Regions from separate parts of the Mus musculus genome. Here regions 2 and 3 are each linked to region 1. A link is a contact called in public Hi-C and promoter capture Hi-C data. All regions are on one chromosome and are shown on one strand. Each heading gives the region's core, a stretch centred on a gene start, on an enhancer-like site or on the middle of the called end of the contact. The rest is flanking DNA. Distances are from core to core; before and after follow the strand shown. Region 1 holds the start of Zfp770 (zinc finger protein 770). Region 2 holds the start of Bloc1s6 (biogenesis of lysosomal organelles complex-1, subunit 6, pallidin). Region 3 holds the start of Dnajc24 (DnaJ heat shock protein family (Hsp40) member C24).

Region 1 (4,544 bases), core at 604-3,103:
CAGTCCCCAGCCCGATATGAGAGAGGACTGTTGGGTCTGCCCAAAACCCTAAGCTCCCTACTGTATAGGCATAGCAACAACAGATGCCAGACCATCAAGCTGGTTTCCCTCAACAATAGCATATCATGCCCCTGAGATACTCCCCTCACCTTAGGGTATATAAGGGGAACTGGAATTTATTTTAGGTCAAAAAGATATCCCTACCTACTTGATCTTAATCTCAAGTATGTCATGATCCTGATGTGTGTGCATTTGATAAAGGTCTTTAATAGCATCAGGCTAAAAGAGAACAATCTCCTGGCTTCACCCAGAGGGTTTTGGGTTGCCTGTACTCCAGGACTTACTCCTTTCTCTCTGTTAGCCATTTTGCCATTGAGCAAAAACCTGAATTGTGCATAATGCTACATATTCTACCCCAGATTTCCTATTATGAAGATACTGCAGGATGCAGTCACAAAGGTCTCCTGCAACAACTAGGTAGTGCCCCTATTCTGATACCCACACTAGTAAGACTGGGGATAGCAGGCTCTCCTGCACATGATAGGACAGCTCTAGTCCCGGGATGCCAGCATTGTAAAAATACCTGAGAGTACAAGTTGATAAAGACTTAGCCCAGCTTCACTCAGCCACCTTCTTCCTACAAATTCAAGAAGACTCCTTAGCTGAAGTAGTCCTACAGAGTCAAAGGGCTCTAAATTTATTGTTCTTAAAAGAAGGGGGCTTATGTATGGCCCTTGGAGAGCAAGGTTGTTTATAAGTTAATCACTCTGGGGTAATCAGGGACACTCTGGTAAAAATTAGAAGTAACATCCTTGATAGGGAACAACAGAGAAAGAAAGAAAACAGAGCTGGTATGAATCCCTTTTGAATTGGTCCCCTGGGTTAACTTCACTCATCACAGCCTTGGTTGAGCACCCCCCCCCAGCCCCCGATGCTTATATTTTCTAATGATAAACTTTGAGTCCTGCATCATTAATGCCTTGATTTCCTTTATCAAGAACAGAATTTCCCCTGTTCAGTTGTTGGCCTCTAGACCTAGTCTATCAGCTTAAAGGTCAGTCAGCTCTGCTTTGTCTAGATAGCCTATATGTTGCAAATGTTGTAAATGCTGCAAATGCACCTATTCCATAGAAAAACTGGTTCTGATGCTTGCTCCCATCACAGATTTGTATTTGGAGTGTGCATTCAATAAATCATCCATTCCTTACTGAGATTGGTGTCTGAGTCGTTTGTGTGGCTATTCCTGGACCCTAATAAGGGTTCTATCATTTCACAAAGCTTTTGTATTTGGTATAATGTCGAGTATTTTACATGCATGTTGTCCAAAGACATCTTACATAAATCATCAAAGAAGACCCAAAATGCTGGGCAAAGAGTTTTCTATATTGTAAATGTCCAAAATACATAGAACTAGTGAAATCAGCAAGACCAGCCCCTGGCAGGACAATGGATAGGGCCCCTGAGAGAAGCTGATTCTGTATGCCTTCACCTCTTGGTCGTATTTACAGAAATATGAAATGCTGAGAACAGTCGTGATCTAGAATGTACCTAATACTGAGAGTTTTACCAACAGCCCTGAGCTTACAAAAAATTATGAATGGGCTTTGAACTCTAATCATGGATTCCAATAAGAGCTGGCGTTTTACAGTCCTTTCTGGGACTTCCACAATGAAGGGTCGGTAACAGTAGGGCAGAAAGTGCATGCATCCATTTAGAGTCTTCCTTTTTCTCTCCTTGGAAATTGCAGCACTGGGTGGATAAAAAGCAAGCAAGGGCCCAAAGATCGTGAGAGGATGTTTCCGGACGGACCACATTCAGAGCGCGCCTGAACGCCGCGCTTGCGCACTCAGCCAGTCGCCGCGCTGACCCTGCGGACGTGAGCTTGCCTGCCGTCTTGGCGAAACCCAGGCTCTGAGATGCGTCCCTGCCCGGCGTTTGCCAGCTCCGGGTGAGTGTGGAGGACCCCAGAAGCCTGCGTGCGAGATGGAACGAATCCCGGGGAGGGTCAGGCCTGCCCAAGTCCCGCCGAGGTTCCTGGGGATCCGAACAGGGTGCCACGACCTCGGCTCCTTGCATGTGCTTCGTCAGAGCGGTAAACTCAAAAGAGCTGAGCCCCGCGCCCCATCTCCTGGGGTCGAATCACTTATTTCCCATCTTTCACTCAGCTCTTCCCCTGCACCCCATCTTCTGGCTGCAGTCAGTGGAGCTTTCACCCTTGCCCTTCTTTTCTAGGCATGGGATATCACAGTCCCTGAACTCGGCTTGACCCCTGCAGACTCCTTACTTGCACAGCAGATGAGGCCAAACACATAGCTTCCGTCTAGGGAAAGGTGATGCATGGATGGTTCAAGGCCAAGAGAGTGGGCCATGGAGAGAAAAAGAAAAAAAAAAAAAAAAGAAAGAAAGAGGCGAAGACTGTTGTAAATGTTACCATAGATAATTCTCCAGTTGGAACTCTTAAGTTTCTCTACGGTGTTTTATTTCTTTCTTGTAATTTATTTTGTATTTTGTGATTTTCTTTTAAAGAGGTATTTGCAAAGACAGTGCTACTTTCAACCTTGAAACAACATTGGATTTTATCGATGTCAGTTTTTATAGTTACTTGGCTTAACGTTGTGTGAGCTCCTATCATGTTATAATGTCTGGATAGTCATTGAGGCACATCCATTGGTTTGTCATGTTTCACTTTAACGTGAAAATTAGCTTTTGTGTATTTTTTAAAAAGTTTAAAAAGCCAATGGGGGAAAAAAGATCAGGTGAATGGGATTTAAACCTCTAAGTCCACAGGGGGGATTGTGCTTGGAGTGTGGAAATCCCTGACCTTTTACTTATAAATAGGAAGTGAGATCACCACTTGCCACAAATGATTCTGACAAGGTAGGGTTCGCAGTAAGTGCGTATCCAATCCTAATACTAGTGATAGCTACTTGACCGCAGACCCTTTTGAGTACAGGAGCTAGAGGTAGCCAGTGCCTGTTGTTTATAATCATATAGTTGCCTTGTGTTGTTTTAGTGCGAGACTTTTTGTTTTTTTGAGAGAGGGTGGTAGTCTGTAGAATCAGTAAGTGGAAGGAGAAGTATACAAAAAGATTGGAGAAGTTCTTGAGTTCCCCACACTCAAACCCTATAGTTTGACCTTAGGCAGTTACAAGGTTTTGCCCACCAACTTCCTGGGGAGAAGCTGCCTTCCCATTCCATACTTAGTATGGAGTCAGTGCAGTACAGAGGTTTTTTTCCTCCCTTTAGCCCTTCACCAGCCCTCTCCTGGCACAGCCCATAGGAAAAAGGGAAAGCCCTTTGTTAGACATTTTCCTCTTGTGCACTATATCCATTAACACTCACTTGGTGTCTTTCTGTTTAAGAGAACACTGTTGCAGCAAGTGAAGGAAGGTTTGATTATTTAAGCTTGGCTCATTGTACTGATTGACGACCATCTTGACAGTTGTGGCTCAGCAGGAATTCAATGAATTGCCTGACAGGAATTAAATATATTTCTGAATTCTTTGCAGTCTGCTGGGTTTATGATAATTTTAATCCTCCTAACCCTTAACTCTTTGCCAACAAGTTTGCATGTTGTTCGTTTTTAGGTTTTTGTTGTTGTTGTTTGGTTTTTGTTGCTTTGTTTTGTTTTTCAAAGCTGAGAGAAATAGAAATACCCATAACCCCAACAGGTGTTTGTTGCTGGGTTATATGATATATTTTATAAATTAGTAGAGTGTTTTATGGTCTAATTGTTTTATTTCGTTATTTAAATGAATTTTTTCTTTTGACTACTAATAAGATAATTTTGCATGCATATTTTAAAATAGTTGAACCAATGGGAAGAAAACAGGACTCTATTGTGTTCCTTAGAGCTCTTGCCTGTGGGCACTTACTATGTGGTATATATTCTGCTACTTTACCTATTAAGCCAATTGGCCTGCCTGTGATCCATTGAGTTGACTTTACAGCTAATAATGAGTATGGACCTGTACATCGGAAAACACTGTTAAAAGCAACTAGTACAAAATAGTCTCTCAAATTTTATTTGTTCCTTATTCAGATTGCACAATGAGTGTATTTGGTTTTGTGTTTAAAGTGTCGCCTAGGAGAGATAATAACCATATAGGTTGACTGTTTGCCAAGTTGGTAGACAAAAGAATTCTTAGTTTCTTGTATAGCTAGACATTCTGTATACTATAATGAAAGAAGAGGTGTAGCTTCAGTTAGTTTAGTTTTTATTTTAATTGCTGGCATATTTAAGGCTAATAGAATAGTAATGGAGAAGAACCTTGTCTTTTCTGGGTGATGATACATGAGAATTGTGAAATGTTTGTTAAGTTTTAGTTTGTCTCAAAGATATGTGTACTGAGTACATCTTAGACCAGAATGACCTATTTTGAATATTGCCTGACAAAGGAACCACATTCAACAGTCTGTTCTTTGTTCATAAATACACATGTGAGTGTGCAGGATGTCAGCCTCGTTCTTTTGTACTTGTTTTTGTCAGGAAGTCTTCAACAAAGCAGAAGGGAGAAAAGAACTACATTTTGTGTGTCTGTCTA
Region 2 (4,544 bases), core at 1,040-3,539, 8.5 Mb before region 1:
CTTCACTGTGGAAGACTCTAGAACAGAGCTTTCGGCCATGTGGTGGCAACCCCTTTAACAGGGGTCACCTAAGTCCATCAAAACACAGATATTTACATTATGATCCATAACAGTAGCAAAATTACATTTATGAAGCAGTCAAAAAATATTAAAGGGTCGCAGCATTAGACGATTGAGAAGCACAGTTCTAAAAGAAAAACCAGGTCTTTACCATATACATACAATATATGTGCACTGAACACCTACTGTCTGCTAATTTCTTAGTCACAACAATAAATAAGGTAAACTCTCCTCCCTGAGTACACAATACAGGGGAGTATACAAAGCCATTACAAAAACTGTCGTGGAATCTAACAGTCTGAGGTGATTTCTAAGGAAGACGGGCTGTTGAAGATGCTGAATGCCCACCTCATCCTCCCACCCCATCTTCTCTTCTCTTTGCTAATCACTATAAAAATGTAAACCCATGGGAAAAGGCACTCCTTAAAAAGCCTAACTCCAATGGAGTCAGTCTGCAGTTTTCTCACGTAATCGGCCAGAAACTGCCTTTACCCAGCCATGCACATCAGCTTTTCATCACGCTGTTCTGAAGGTCTTCCATTCATTTGTCTGTTTTAAGACAAAGTCTATCACAGGTATCTTTCTTCAGCAATGTATATGGATCTACATAGTTCATCAACACTGCTGTGGTCTTCCTAATCCTTGCACGCTCCTATTTCTATGGGAGACATTCTTAGAAAACAGTGTGGAACAGAACATGTGACCATCTTTGAAACTGCAAAAACCCTCTAAAAAATGGCCCCAACTTAGACTGCAGCCACCACTTTCATATGGATACAAATCTGAAAGGAGCCGAGGGGGTGCAACATTGTTAAACAGAATGAGAAACTGCAAGGATGAACAGCAAGGCCATGCACAGAAAGCAACAGTGAGCTATTAATATATGCCGTGAGTCAGCCTGTGAGGGTCCCTGAGTGCCAATTCTATGGAAAATTCAGTAAGTGGCAAGAAGCCATTTTAGGATTCTAAGGATTCATGCCTGGAGCTTGTGTTGGGGCAGTAAAGTTACAACAATGGACACACCATGCTGTGAGAATGAGAGACTAGCGGTGGTAGCTTTACACTGCTGAGGGGAGATAGATGCTAATGCCCTGCGGAATCCTCTACATGAAACAGAGGGAACTGAATCCAAGAGTGCAAATTCAGTTTCATGGGAGAGTAAGCTCACACCATTATCAAGAAGATCAGACAGCTGAGGCTAGGGATCTAGCTCTGTAGTAGAGCACTTGTTTAACATGAAATAAGTCCTGAGTTGAACCTGCAGCTAGCACCTATCCCTATCTCTGCCCTACTCTCTGACATCTGCTTTTATTTATATGCATACCACCCATTCGTTATGTGCAGAAAGAGAGAAAGAGGGGGAGAAGGGAGGGGAAGGGAGAAAGAGAGAGGCCCAGGTTCCAAGTAGGTACTACAGAGTATTACTAATGTGACTGAACAAGTCATGAAAGGGATATGTCATTAAAGAAAAGCACTGCCAGGAAATGCTGGGTTATTTGTAGCTTCCTATTTCTGAAACGCAGAGATTATTTTTAGAAGCTCCATCTAGCTTCTCTCATATGAACCAATGCTCACAGAAAATGATTTGAGTGGTGTTTTCAATCTCACAAAAACGATGGTATAAACAGTGCCCATCTGCCTATATAGCAAATTAACTGCTTCGTCCAACGGACGCCTTCGGGCATCAATGCTTAAATTTCTTCTGGAAATGTGCGGACGGCTGCTGGAGTCTCGGATGAAGTAATGTCACCTAGGAGGTCAGAGTATTTCATGAGTAGACACTATTGTACAGTTTCCTAAAAATCTACCTTCTCTCTGGCAGACTGATCGCCAACCACTAACCCTGTGACAAACAGTTGAAAAGCAACACAAACGCAAACCTTTAACACAAACCGCACCCAACAGTGCGTTTCCTCGCGGGACCAGGGTTGCCTGGCCAGGATGCTCTAGGCAGGAGGGTCGCCTGCGCTGGAGTCCCACCCACTCGAACCCGGCCCCTGTGGGCAGTCGCCCCGCAAAACAGCCGTACCCGGCGTGGGCTCGCCGGCCTCCAGGCTGTCGGAAGGCCCCGTAAGGACCCCGTCTGGAGGCGGTGGCTCAGGAACACTCATATCCCCGCACTGGGCGCTGCGTGAGGCGAGTGCTGTGGAGAAGTCACAGGCAAAGAAACCTAACGCGTTCCAGAGTCCATCCGGACGAAAGCCGCCGAGGCACACGGAAGTGACGAAAGCGGAAAACCTCGCTTTCCGACGCAGAACGTTACTGCAAGTCCGGAACGCCCGCCCCCCCCCGCCCCCCCCGTGTCAGCGCCCTAGGCGCAGCCGTGCGCGTGCGGGTTCGGTTTCACAGAGGGTGGCCGGCGGAACCCGGAAGAGAGGTTAGAGGACCGGATGTCGCCATAACCGTGTGAATGTCCCCAGTGTTGTGTCCAGTTTATAACTCGGGCCGCTAAGTGAGTCAATACGAACTCTGAGCTTGAGCGTTGCTGAGGATCTCTTCCAGTGCTTGGAAATGACGTAAAGGCTTTCTTGGAGCATCATTTGGACAAATTAAGTCAAATTACCAAAAGCACATGCTGGGCTCCTGTAAGATGATATCATGAGTTCTAAAGGAAAGTATGTAGACTTGGACAGACTCAGCTCCACAGCAAATGTAAGGATTCTCGACCCTTTTGTAAACTCTGACCTCTAGTAGCATCTCTAGTTGCTCCTCAGGTTACCTGTTCAGTTTTCCATATTGTAGCCAAAGCTATCTCAAAAAAAAAAAAAAAAACTAATATAAATAAACAAATAATGCCATGCCCCTGGAATGCACTGGCTCCCTATTGTCACCATCTTATGTTCAGTTTCACTTTAGCCACTTTTCAAGGGTAACTTCTCAACTCTCCACGGTAGAATGTCCACAGACTAATCCTTGAGACTTCTAAATATATTAGAGGGCATGGCAACGAATAAAAGCTACTAGTTAACATAACCTTAAAATAGGAAGGGTACTCCAAGGACCCAAGGTAACAGTCTGTAAAACTGATGGGGTGGGGCTGTCTGAAAAAAGATTTGATTACAAAGGATGATTAAACAAACACTGATGGGTTTGAAGACAGAGGAAGGGAGTCATTATTCTGGATGGTGGGTGACCTCCAGAAAAATTGGTAACCAATTCCTCCCCTAAAGCTTTTGTAATGGAACTCAACCCTGTGAGGTTGCTGAACTATAGAATGTGTAATAATTAGTGTTGTCATACAAATAGGAAAACAATTTATTACTCTTCAAACATCTTGTGCAATCTGGGCATTGTACGCTGTCCATTGTGCTTGTTCCTGTTTCAAACTAGAGTATCTTTTTCAAAGGCCTATTCATCTTTTAAGTGCTCTAGGATAATATCTTTTTTATTGTTTTGTTTCACAAGGTGAGGTGTCCTGTAGCCTAATCTGGCCTTAGACTCAATATGTAATTAGGGATGGCCTTGAATTCTTGGTCCTCCAGCAGACACGAGCCAGCACACTCAAACACACCTTTACTGTGGACACCATTCATTATCTCATTATTTCCTCCCTTTCATTCAGCAGTCACAGTGAAGACATTTCACAACAACAAACATCCTCCTGCCATTTAGCACTGAGCTCCTCCTTGCATTCATTATTTTATGTTTTCTTCTTTTGAATTAAAAATGACAAATAGAAACTCTTATGCATAGAGTACCAAAATAATTCTCGATAAATTTGCTAATTGGTGAACTATTGATGCCCTAGCCCTAATTCCAAACTGTATATTCCAAAGTCTGAGTTATACAACATGGTAAACATGATGAAACACCTGGCACCCTTGCTTGGTTATAAGTTTCATGTACTAATGGTGTTGTGGTGCCCTTTGGAATAGAGCCATATCCTATGAGTTTTCATTGGCTCCTTCTATCTCTTGGCCAGTACTAAGTACATTTCATTAAATTTTAAATACTGGTTATTTAAATTTAATGGATGAAATAAACTGTTATGTCCTACCTTGTCTTTATGATTTGTTTTGCTATAAGGAGAATTCTTGTTAGGAATTTTATTATTTTTAACATTTTAACTTACTGTAACAAAATCACCTAAATAAACAAGGAGTTTGTACCACATTCATCTTGCTTTTCTCTCTGATCTTTTCCTTCTTTTTCTCTTACAGCTTGCAATTCAATGTGCCACTTGTTTGTTAAGGACCCTCTGTATATGACACAGAGCTCAAAGCAACTTCTAAAACTTGATTGCAAAGAACACAACAGTTTATTGTGTCATGTTATGTCTTTTGAAGGGTCTTTAGTTTTCCCATTTTCTTTTACGTATCAAAGTTATACACTCCAAATACTTTAATGTAATACCTTTTAAGATTGAACTAGACACCTTAGTTATGCTAAAAATAGAGTTCTAGTTCCTATCCACCAGAAACATTGCTAGGCACCAAATGTTATAGTTTGTGTTAGAGTTTGTTCTTGAGGTTACATATTATGCA
Region 3 (4,544 bases), core at 1,330-3,829, 8.2 Mb after region 1:
GCCTGAGGAGGAACTAAATCTAGGAACATGCTTGGCAGAGCAAGTAATGGTTTGGAACCAGGGTCTTGGGACCTCTTTCTTTAGGCCCTGATTGTGGATAAGGAAGATCCTTCCTTGTCTAAAACCATGAATATGCTTGGCAGAGCCAGTAATAACATGGAGACATGGTCTTAGAGGACCAGAGGTTTTCCTGAGAAATCAACTAACCCCACCCAGAAAAAAGGCGGTGGTTATCAGCCCCAAGGTCCTTGTGATTCACTTGAGATAGCCTGTCCCCTTTGTGCAATATTGTTTGTTAAGCTTCCTGCTGACTTCATCCTATTGTATGATAGCTTTCTGCTAAGTGTGTCCCATCTCCCTTAAAACCATATATAAGATACTGTACTTCTTAATAAGATTGACTGGTATAAGACATAGTTTGTGCAAGACCTCCTGACATCAGATTTCCTACCCTTTTAATCTTCTCATCCCCTAGTCCACTAGGCCTTGGGTCTCTGTCCCTGGAGTATGACCTTGTCCAGATTAGAAACCCATCACTCAAACTTGAAATGTGAAGCAAGTCAGCTTCCAGTGCTTAGCTTGTCAAATAAGAAAGGTTTCTTCCTCCAGAAGGCTGGCAATTCCACGGGGGAAACAGTTTCAATACATACCTCTAGAGACAATAATACATCACGGAATTGGAAGATTACAAATGAGTATTTTATACAACTTGCCATAGAAGTTGAAAGAAGTACTGTCTAATGATTCAACTACTATAGAAGGTAAATTAATGCCAGAATAAAATGCTAGGACTTTAGGAGGCAGATATAACTCAGAACGTAAAACAAGTGCTACCAATTCTGACAAGCTGAGTTCAGTCCTCAGGTCCCACATGGTAGAAGGAGAAAGCTGATGCCCATAAGTTGTACTCTGACCTCTAGCACATTCTGTGGCATACCCACACATAGAAATGCATGGACAGTAAAAATCAATGCAATTGGAAAAGAGTTATGACTTCATTCTCTAAACCTGCTTTGCTCAATGTTGTAGCTATTAATGATATGAGGCTATTGAAACTGAAAATAGGTAGTCCAGACTGAGAGGTGCTAATTTACATTATTCCATTTTATAATGAAACTATTCTGGATGTCAAATATAATATTTTCAAAGTCTCACATAGAGCTTGAATTTGGGGTTTGCTATATTTCTATTGAATGATGTTGTTCTAAAATGGAAATTAATGATTAGTGATCCATGTCAGAGCCATCTTGAGGAGTTTATTCAAATGTTAATTATTTGGATTATAAGACAAGCCATCTGTTTTTTTTTTCAATGAACTAAACACAACAACAGCAATAAGTTGTTTGTGAAGAAGTGAGTTTTACCAAATATATTTTCAGAAACAGAACCACCAGACTCAATGTTTCAAGTGTCTGAATACATACCCAAGCAAACCACCGATAAGACATCTTTGAAACAGAGAAAGTTAAAGAGAATGTATTTATTGGATGATATCAATTAAATATTGACAGCTTAGGTTGACCAAGGACACCTTGGAGATAAAGCAAAAAGTTCATCTCATTTAGTGCACAATGCTAGAATTCTTGGAGATGAGAATGAAAAGCATTTGTGAGTTCATATGAAAAAACATCAAACAAACTGGCTAAAGAAAATAAATTACACAATAACCTGATGGAATAGTATATCAAAACTTTTGTTCTCAAAATTGGACTTCTTGAACATATTTCTGTATACAGACAAGGGTCAAGAAGGATTATTTGAGGGCTAGGTAAGGTATATGGGGGCTTTCTTATAATATTGTACAGGGAGAGATTCACAATACTCACTATGCATTTTGGTAGGCTCACACACATAGTTTTCTAAGCCCAGGAATGAAGCTAGATCCTGCCACTGTATAATGGTCTTTGCTTTAAACATGACAAAATCTATCCATTGGAGAACCCAATCTGTGCTTTTATATTTAGATTTTAAAGTCAACTGTATCATTCTGCAGTTTTTCCTTACGTCATGCAATGCTCATTACAGTAAATAATTTATCCTATTAGAATATTTCCTACCTAATTTTATCTTTGGTGCTTCTTGAATTGATATTTGGAAGAAATAAGACAAAAGGGAAAGTACATCTAAGAAAGTAGCAACACCAAAACTACTTTGTATTGCCAAGGGAGATCATATTAAGGTCTCAAAACTAAGATGATTCTCATCTCCAGATACAATGGGGGGGGGGGGGGGAGAGAGAGAGAGAGAGAGAGAGAGAGAGAGAGAGAGAGAGACAGAACACAACAGCACAGTTCATTCTGTTAAGAACGCTGTTTCTACACCTGGATAATTATATACCCGGCCTTTGTCCTTGATTTGTTTCCTCATCTACAAAATAGTTCTAGCAACATCTTCCGCAGCTGTCTCACTGGGATGAAGCGAAAGCGACAAAGAGATAGAAAATGGGAAAGGATTTGCAGTTAAAAAATATTTTAAGTCAGTTGTTCAGGTTTAACGGAAATTATTAGGCATAATTTGTTAGCCATCCTCATCCTTATCACCAACTGCCCGTCCCCAGTATAAACAAATAGGACCGGAGTTGCTCAAGGTAAAGTAAGAGGAACCTAGGATGAAGGTGCACCTTAGGAGATGTAGAGGGATGCAACAATCGTGGTGTCGGGGCAAAGGAAGAATTAGAGCAAATTGAGGAAAGGCATTTCTCTGCGTACCTCTCACTGTTGACAAAACCTCAGAAATCCCGACGCGTTACCATAGCGGCCGCGTCTGGACTGGAGGCGGGGCCTTTCAGTAATGTGCACCAACAACTAGGGCGCGACTGGAAACGTACTCCCGCTGTACTCCAACTTCCGGCGGAAAAGAAAGTGGGTTCCGCTTTCCGTCCGGCTGCCGCAGCAAGTGGACTCCTGCTCCAAAGTGAAGCGCCATAAGTCTGACGCTGTGTGGAGCCAGGGGAAGGCATCAGCAGGGACAGCCTCGGTGGGGCGGACGCCTGCCTGTGGACGCCGCGTGTCCGCCAAGCTGCGGCTGCTTCAGGGTGAGTTGGTTTCTAAAGTCTGGAGGACTGTGGCATCCTGGAGTGCATAGCTTCGGGAGCAACGTCTTTATGGGCTGTGAGGATCTTTGCCCCAGCAAGAGGACTCCCCTTTCCCCGAGCCCGTGCGGTGCTGTCATTTTGTGCGTCTTTATTTTTACTCTAGAAGAAAGAAGCGAACCAGGGAAATTCAGGAACTATGTATGTCCTTAACATTTCTTTGGTATTCCATTCCTTTTATCTGTTCGTTTCATACATACTTATTAAGCTCCTGTGTGTTTAGTGAGCACCTGTATGCCAGTTTTGCCATTAGATAAGAAATACCTTTTTAAAATTTTAATTAGGTATTTTCTTCATTTACATTTCCAATGCTATCCCCAAAGTTCCCCATACCCCTCTCCCCCCCCACACACACTCTCCTACCCACCCACTCCCACTTCTTGGCTCTAGCGTTCCCCTGTACAAAGTTTGCAAGACCAATGGGCCCTCTCTTTCCACTGATGGCCGACTAGGCCATCTTCTGATACATATGCAGCTAGAGACAAGAGCTTCGGGGGGTACTGATTAGTTCATATTGTTGTTTCACCTATAGGGTTGCAGACCCCTTTAGCTCCTTGGGTACTTTCTCTAGCTCCTCCATTGGGGGCCCTGTGATCCATCCAATAGCTGACTGTGAGCATCCACTTCTGTGTGACAGCTATATCAGGGTCCTTTCAGCAAAGTCTTGCTAGTGTATGCAATGGTGTCAGCGCTTCTTAGAAGCCTATCCATCACCCAGGCTCATTATCAATTTCTTTTTATAACATTGTAAATTTATTTAGGTGATATGCATATTCCATGAAATATTTAATAGGTTTTCAGTATCTTTATATCCTTGTATCCTTGTACATGGCATTTATGGGACATTTAAAATGGAAATATAGACTTTCTTGGGCTTGCAATTTACTCAAGTAGTAAGGAATCTAGGAGGAATATTTCTTTATTCTGGTTGTAATGAATTGCTGTAACATTTCTGCTGCAGGTCATCAGAGAAGGCTCCCTTCTAGGTCAAAGGACGCTGATGGCTTTGGAGCAGACACTCAAAAAGGATTGGTACAGCATTCTGGGTGCAGACCCATCTGCAAATATGTCAGACCTAAAACAAAAATATCAGAAACTCATATTACTGGTAAGTCTTTTCAGATTTGAAATCATGGTGGGGAAAACAGTTTTTTTTGTTTTTCAGTGCGACCAGAAATTTAAGCTTCAAAACATTTCCATCAATAGGAATCTAGATATTTGTTTGTTCATTTGAACATTTTTGTAGTAGAGGAAAAGGATTTTGACTAGGTGTGGGATAGCATGGTAGTGACTGAGTTAGAATCCCCTGACTCTCTCACTCTCAGAACCTGGATTACTTTTCTCTATTCGTCTCAGATAATTTTGACTGAAATAATCCATGTTGGGTCTCTAAAACCGTTTTTACTTAATAAGTGTTGAAATCCACTGTCCACGACCATACTAGTGAGCACTT

What was found. Promoter capture Hi-C pulls out the DNA fragments that hold promoters and counts their contacts. A called contact is a pair of places that touch in the nucleus more often than the background predicts.
Region 2: a promoter capture Hi-C map of pre-B cells shows a contact between it and region 1. The contact joins the promoter of Bloc1s6 here to the promoter of Zfp770 in region 1. A contact is called at or near these places in 1 of 39 promoter capture datasets (pre-B cells) and 1 of 484 Hi-C or Micro-C datasets (CD4 T cells).
Region 3: a Hi-C map of rod photoreceptor shows a contact between it and region 1, with 12 times the contacts expected there. The contact joins the promoter of Dnajc24 here to the promoter of Zfp770 in region 1. A contact is called at or near these places in 1 of 39 promoter capture datasets (pre-B cells) and 1 of 484 Hi-C or Micro-C datasets (rod photoreceptor).

What each region holds. Positions count from the first base shown.
Region 1 is chr2:114,198,741-114,203,284 of GRCm38.p6, reverse strand. It overlaps Zfp770 (zinc finger protein 770), which reads left to right and starts at 1,853. Exons shown (of 2, transcript NM_175466.4): 1 at 1,853-1,948.
Region 2 is chr2:122,736,250-122,740,793 of GRCm38.p6, reverse strand. Bloc1s6 (biogenesis of lysosomal organelles complex-1, subunit 6, pallidin) reads right to left here and starts at 2,289. Exons shown (of 5, transcript NM_019788.3): 1 at 2,090-2,289. The coding sequence starts at 2,171. It overlaps Bloc1s6os (biogenesis of lysosomal organelles complex-1, subunit 6, pallidin, opposite strand), which reads left to right and starts at 2,432. Exons shown (of 2, transcript NR_156706.1): 1 at 2,432-2,712.
Region 3 is chr2:106,001,584-106,006,127 of GRCm38.p6, reverse strand. It overlaps Dnajc24 (DnaJ heat shock protein family (Hsp40) member C24), which reads left to right and starts at 2,579. Exons shown (of 5, transcript NM_026992.3): 1 at 2,579-3,034; 2 at 4,053-4,199. The coding sequence starts at 4,092.